2 separate regions of the Mus musculus genome follow, and region 1 is linked to region 2. A link is a contact called in public promoter capture Hi-C data. All regions are on one chromosome and are shown on one strand. The core of a region is the stretch at or near the end of the contact, and the rest is flanking DNA. Distances in the headings are between cores, read along the strand shown. Region 1 overlaps Mast4 (microtubule associated serine/threonine kinase family member 4). Region 2 holds the start of 1700099I09Rik (RIKEN cDNA 1700099I09 gene).

Region 1 (2,879 bases), core at 231-2,730, 120 kb after region 2:
CAAATAAAGGGATGCTTACCAGGCTATCAGTCAGCTGACACTGAAACCCCAACTCTGCGACTTTAATGGTGGTGGTTGCCACCTTTTAAACAGGCTCGGCTTTTCTTCTTCTTTTTAAGGGTGAGTTGTTCACAGTAAGAACTAATTAGCTGCCAAGAGTGAGCTGTTGTTTCAAAAGAATACTATCTCGTCCCTTAGACAGGGGTTTCATTTACTCCCATATACTTACTTCTAGTAAGACTACTTATCTGTAAGCTCAAAGTCTTTGTTCCAAGCTAGCAACTCAACCTTGTATATGTACACTAAGGGAATTATTATTTTTTAAAGATTTATTTATTTTATGTATATGAGTACATCATCATTGCTGTCTTCAGACATACCAGAAGACGGCATCAGACCCCATTACAGATGGTTATGAACCACCATGTGGCTGCTGGGAATTGAACTCAGGACCTCCGGAAGAGCAGTTGGTGCTCTTAACCACTGAGCCATCTCTCCAGCCCGAATTATTACTTCTAATACAGTGCTATCTGCACAACGTTACATACAACATAAAGGACTGTAAAACTAGCTAGTTATTTGGAGTTACCCTTAGTGTGACCGTGTGTTTCTGTATGAAATGTGCACCGTATATCACTTTCTGTTTTTCTGGATTCAAGCTCTGTTCTTCTCAAAGAAGGTGGATCCCTTATCAAGACATGTGATCGCATGGACTAAACTCTCTCCAATTGAGACAGACAGGACTTTGATTTTTAATTTTTTTTTTAAGGCAAAGCTAGGCAAGCAGTGAGCAGTTCGTGTTGGCCTTGCTGTGGAGTCTTTTGCCTTCCTTCAAAGTCAAAATGGCGGACCTACACAATCTTGCTACAGAAGGGCTCCTCATTGCTCTCCCATGCACCCTCTTATTCCTTGAGTAGCACTTGAGGCAATACATGGCTTGATAGCACACTTGAAAGTTTTTTAAAATTAAGAGAGTGAAAATGAGGTGGGGGTGAAGAAGGTTTTGCTATGGTTTCTGAAAGTGGGGATGCCTGGGTTCTCACATAGCAGACTGGCCCTTCCTTACCCCTCCCTTCTTACGTTAGTCAGGGCTCTCATCTTGCAATTTCTCCTAAAAGTCACAGACTCTTAGGAGGCAGGGGCTGTGTTGGGAATTATCCAAAGTCAGAGTCTCCCGACTCCCGGGAGCTCATTTTAAAATGGATTATAGGTCTGGCCATATTATTTATAGAACAATGTAGACAACTCTACATCTTCTCAAACAGTTTATAGGCTAAAGTGTTAAAGCAACCACAGAGCATGGGGTTTTGGAAGGAGGAGAGATCGCTCTCGACAAATAAGCACACCTCCAGCACAAGAGACAGAAGTAGGTCAGGATGAGTAAGTGAATTTTCCACTGACTCATTTCCACATGGCAAGTGCGGCAAGGGACACTGGGAATCCAATTCCTCACCTGGAAGCGCTAAGCAAAGGGCCGGGCAGGAAGGGCTACCCTCCTGACCTGTAAACAGAGCAGTGGGTAGCAAAGTCAACAGGCCCTACTGGGAACCTCTGGGCTCTGAAAACAGGTGGGACTGTGGAGACAGAGAGGGAAGTGAGTCTTCCTGCCTTCAGCCAGCAGCAGCTCACTGCAGTCGGGCTGCATGGGATTGTGCCGGGTTTTCATACATCTGACGAGAATCTGGGTAAGCAGGCTTTTTTAGCATTTCATTTTGAATGCAAGAGCGAAAACAACAACAACAAAACTCTACTTTTAGTTTGAGAGGGAGGAAAACCTGGCATAGTATCTCTAAACACAAATGCATTTATTGTGGCACAAATGGAGCACACCCCTGTAAATGTCAAATACCGTCAAACGACGAAAATAAGACCCAGCCGATCTTCCCAACTTATTTAAAGTTCAACGCATGAATGATCAGAGCCCCCAGCCCCCAGCCAGAACCTACAAGGTGTCCTTATTAAGACTTTGAAGGGCAATAAATCGGATTAAAGTAGTGAGGAGAGACATCATGAACTCTGGGAAATGCTTGGTATCTCGAGCTGGGCTGGCAAGATGCGGACAATGTCTGTCTGGGAAGGACACCAGCCTGGGTTATACGCAGAAGGATGGTCATCATTCGTGAAGAACTTACATGACATAATTCTGTTGGAGAAACCTATGTGCTTCGCTCCAGTAGATCTGCCCCACACAGGAAGTCCTTAAAGCACCCTCCTTCACACAGGAGGAAACAGACCTTAGGTGGCACCGCTGTACCTACAGGATACCGGCTGGCTTGTCTTTCCCAGCATGGCTAATGAGCTACGCAGCACCATTCATACTTGGAAAAGCGACGCCAAGTATTATCAGCAAATGCTAACACAATGCCTGAAGCTATAGAAAAGAGGGAGCTGCTTTTTTTATTTTTCATTGTAATACTTGATGGTAACACCCATGACCCTGGCCTCTTTAGCACAATGCTCTATTGAACTAAGATTCTAAATAAAAAATACAGTTTTAACGATGCATAAGGCTTTGTAAAATGAGACATTGTTAGGAAGAGTGACATAAACACCCAAGACAAGAAAACAGAGGGGTCTGAAACATTTAGAAGGCATTAGGCACCCCAATATACAATGCTCACCCAGGGCTAGGCATCAAACTAAACTTCCTTAAACACACACACACACACACACACACACACACACACACACACACACACTTCAAAACAGAGTGAGAATAGTGTTAGCTTGACACAACCCAGAGTCACTTGGGAAGAAGGAACTACAAGTGAAGAGCTCAGGCTGACCTGTGCCCCTGTCTGTGTATCTAGGAGAGATTTTTTTGACTGGCAATTGCCGTGAGCCCCTTGGAAAGCCGACTGTGGGGTGGCACCTTCTCT
Region 2 (2,791 bases), core at 272-2,771:
TTGCCTTAATTAAAAAACAAGAGCAAGTCACACCTCCACCTCCAGGAAACCATTAAGGGTTGAGGAAACCAGGCTAAAAGGGAAGCTGGATAATCCTAACCAATGGATGTCTGGAGCAATTGTTCTTATGATATGGTACCCAGTGTCAGCACAAGCAGGGGGCATGGAAGGACATCTATGCTGTTGGGGCAATCTGAGATCTACTGGAGTGGAAACTCTGGGCGTGGGTCTCAGATGCACTGCCCCAGCACACACTGTTTACGAGGGCCCTGGGGAGCTTCTCACGTACATTTCAGAGTATTCGGAACTCCAGCTGAGTGTCTCTGTGGATGGCAACGTTGTGCTTTTGGTCTTGTCCTCAGAGTCATCTTTGTCTTCTCCTGAATTTTGAGTTATGCGATCTATACTGCTGAAAACCTGCGGGGCGAATAACCATTGTTTATGAACTACATCTAAAAAGAGCTTGTCAGAAGTCTTAGGGAAAAAAATTAAAAAACCAAAACCCCGAATATTGAAGTAAAATCAGGAACTGGCAGACCCACACATGGTGGTGCACACCTTTCATCTCAGAACTTGGGAGGCAAAGAGCGGCAGATCTCTGAGTTCTAAACCAGCTTGGTCTACAGAGTGAGTTTCAGGACAGCCAGAGCTACACAGAGAAACCCTGTCTCTAAAAAACCAAACCGAACAAAAAAAATTGGAAACTAGGGCCATGTTGTGGAAAATGCTAACAAGGTTGTGTGCACGCCACAAGAGAGAAGGGTTAAGGTATGAAGACACATTCTTTTCGAGTGGGGGGGCTGGACTGACCCTCTCCTTTCACCAAACCTCAAGGACTCTGTATCTACAAAGAAGAATCGTAGATGCACTCAGGTTTCATGGTTTCGGAGCAATGTACATCTCAGACTGGCTCGGGGCTCAAAAAGTAACCAGATAGAGAAAATGATACAGAAAAGAAAAGGTGTTTAATGGCCGCCAGTCAGGAGTTGAGGTTGCGTGCGGGTAGAGGAAGGGATGGTGTGTTTCAGAACTTAGAGTGGGGCGGGTTCTGGGGAAGAGGGAGCTAACCAGATACCTTTGGCTTACAAATCAGGCAGCTGCAGCTGCAGTTGCAGTTGCAGGAGACTATAGCTTAGGCAAAGAGGCCTCTTTTTAGCCCACTTCTGAATCGCCACAGTCTCTCTAGAGTTAGAAGAAGATGAGGCTAAAGAACAGGAGGCCGGGGAAAATAAAACGCTTTCCAAAGTAAAGAAGCAAACTGTGTAGGAGGAGTTCTGAGAGAGAGCAAAGGATGGGTTGTGTTCTGAGGACCCATCCGATGTCAGTTAAACTTGCTTCAGGACACACATGCTGTAAGTCTCCAGGGAAATCCCTGCCCCCATGTTGGTCCTATAAACAGACAGGGGCAGCACTGGCTGATCTGCAGATGCATTTTGGGTAATCATTCAGGAAAACATACAGAGTGCTTTAAAATCACCAATTGTTATAGAATTCCTAAGGAAGAATCATGCAAAATGCCATGGCAACCACAAAGATGTAGCAACTGAGACTAGCAGAAAGGAGGTAGGGTGCCCTCTGGGTTTATTTCCATTATCCCTGGGTTCCCAACCTACCAAAAAAATCAGGTTGTTTGTTTGTCTGTTTTAAAATCTTACCTGAGTTTATAAAAAGGGATCTCTCTCAATCAATCTTATTTTCTTCTACCATTTCTAAACTTCTATCGTTGTCTTCCCACTGCCTTTTCGATATCAGTTATAATCTCTATTACCGATCAAAATATTTGCTTATCTCAAAGTCAAGTGTCCCCCAAGAACCCTGGCTCATGCAAAGAACTGAGTATCATTCCTGTGTTATACTGTGTCACAATAAGGGGGATCTCTGCACACAGTGACGCCTATGCCCTTCCTCATTGACAAAAGCCTCCACAGACTAGCTCTCAGCTAGACCTTAGGGGGCAGGTAGGCAAGTTCACCACATGACAACTCTCATGAAAGACAACAAAGCGTTGGCATCTTTGCCTCAAAGCAACAATCAACTCCCAAAGTTGGAGCCATGTCTTTAGGGTGGAAAACGGCTGCTTATTAAGTATATGAGACCATTTCCCCAACTAACTGGGAGTTTTGAGTGCTGGAGAACTCACACCCCACAAAGCGCAGGTGCTTTTACAGTCTAGTCCAACTGAGGTGGATACCAAGGTTTTGCATGCTGATGCCCCGTCCCACTTACTTTTGAAAACCTGTGTGAACAGGAAGAAAACTGCCTTATCTCCACGGTGAAGTCCTCATCGTTTGTATCGTCCTCCTCCTCCGTCTCCATGTGATGATACTTCTCTGACCGAGCTGCGGAGGAAGGGTTGGGAACAGTCTGGGTTACTCAGAGAGCTTCTGTATTTAACAGTGACAACTACCCTCTGAGGACCTGGAGCAGAACAACAGGGAGCTTTCTAGAATTTGTAGGTACGAAGTTGGAAAGTGTGAAGTTGGAGATGAACTATGGTTTTGTTTTTGTTTTTCTTTTTTTAAATCTAGGAAAGGCCAAAGGATGTCAGATAATGCACGTACTATCAAAATAACTTGTGTCATCCTCCGATTCCAGTTGGGGAATAAATTCCGCCTTCTGTCTCAGCAAACTGTTCCAGTCTAAGGAGCGGAAGAAACGATGCTGCTTCACTTCATAGGCTCCACCTGGACGGGGAGAGGAGCGAGGCTGAGAGGCTGAACCACCCTCTGTACAGGAAGCACCACGCTTACAAACAGTTCACGATATTTGTTAGCAGAGAAATGAAGAAGTG

Evidence for each region. Promoter capture Hi-C pulls out the DNA fragments that hold promoters and counts their contacts.
Region 1: a promoter capture Hi-C map of hippocampal neurons shows a contact between it and region 2, with 2.1 times the contacts expected there. The contact joins the enhancer-like site here to the promoter of 1700099I09Rik in region 2. A contact is called at or near these places in 3 of 39 promoter capture datasets (hematopoietic stem and progenitor cells, hippocampal neurons and pre-B cells), 2 of 484 Hi-C or Micro-C datasets (Sertoli cells and nephron progenitors), 1 of 115 datasets of contacts at active chromatin or transcription factors (embryonic stem cells) and 1 of 9 other capture datasets (pancreatic islet).

What each region holds. Positions count from the first base shown.
Region 1 is chr13:102,875,866-102,878,744 of GRCm38.p6, forward strand. The region is part of intron 4 of Mast4 (microtubule associated serine/threonine kinase family member 4); the gene reads right to left. Among named protein-coding and RNA genes, the nearest start is that of Gm30106, 30 kb to the right of the region's middle. Within about 2 kb of position 1,481, at least 78 of the 459 cell types and tissues checked have an H3K27ac peak or open chromatin away from gene starts, as enhancers often do. A contact at or near this core is called in hippocampal neurons and pancreatic islet, where this site is marked.
Region 2 is chr13:102,758,734-102,761,524 of GRCm38.p6, forward strand. It overlaps 1700099I09Rik (RIKEN cDNA 1700099I09 gene), which reads left to right and starts at 1,522. Exons shown (of 2, transcript NR_130318.1): 1 at 1,522-1,563; 2 at 2,529-2,791. It overlaps Mast4 (microtubule associated serine/threonine kinase family member 4), which reads right to left. Exons shown (of 29, transcript NM_175171.3): 20 at 2,562-2,684; 21 at 2,227-2,339; 22 at 290-417; 23 at 1-4.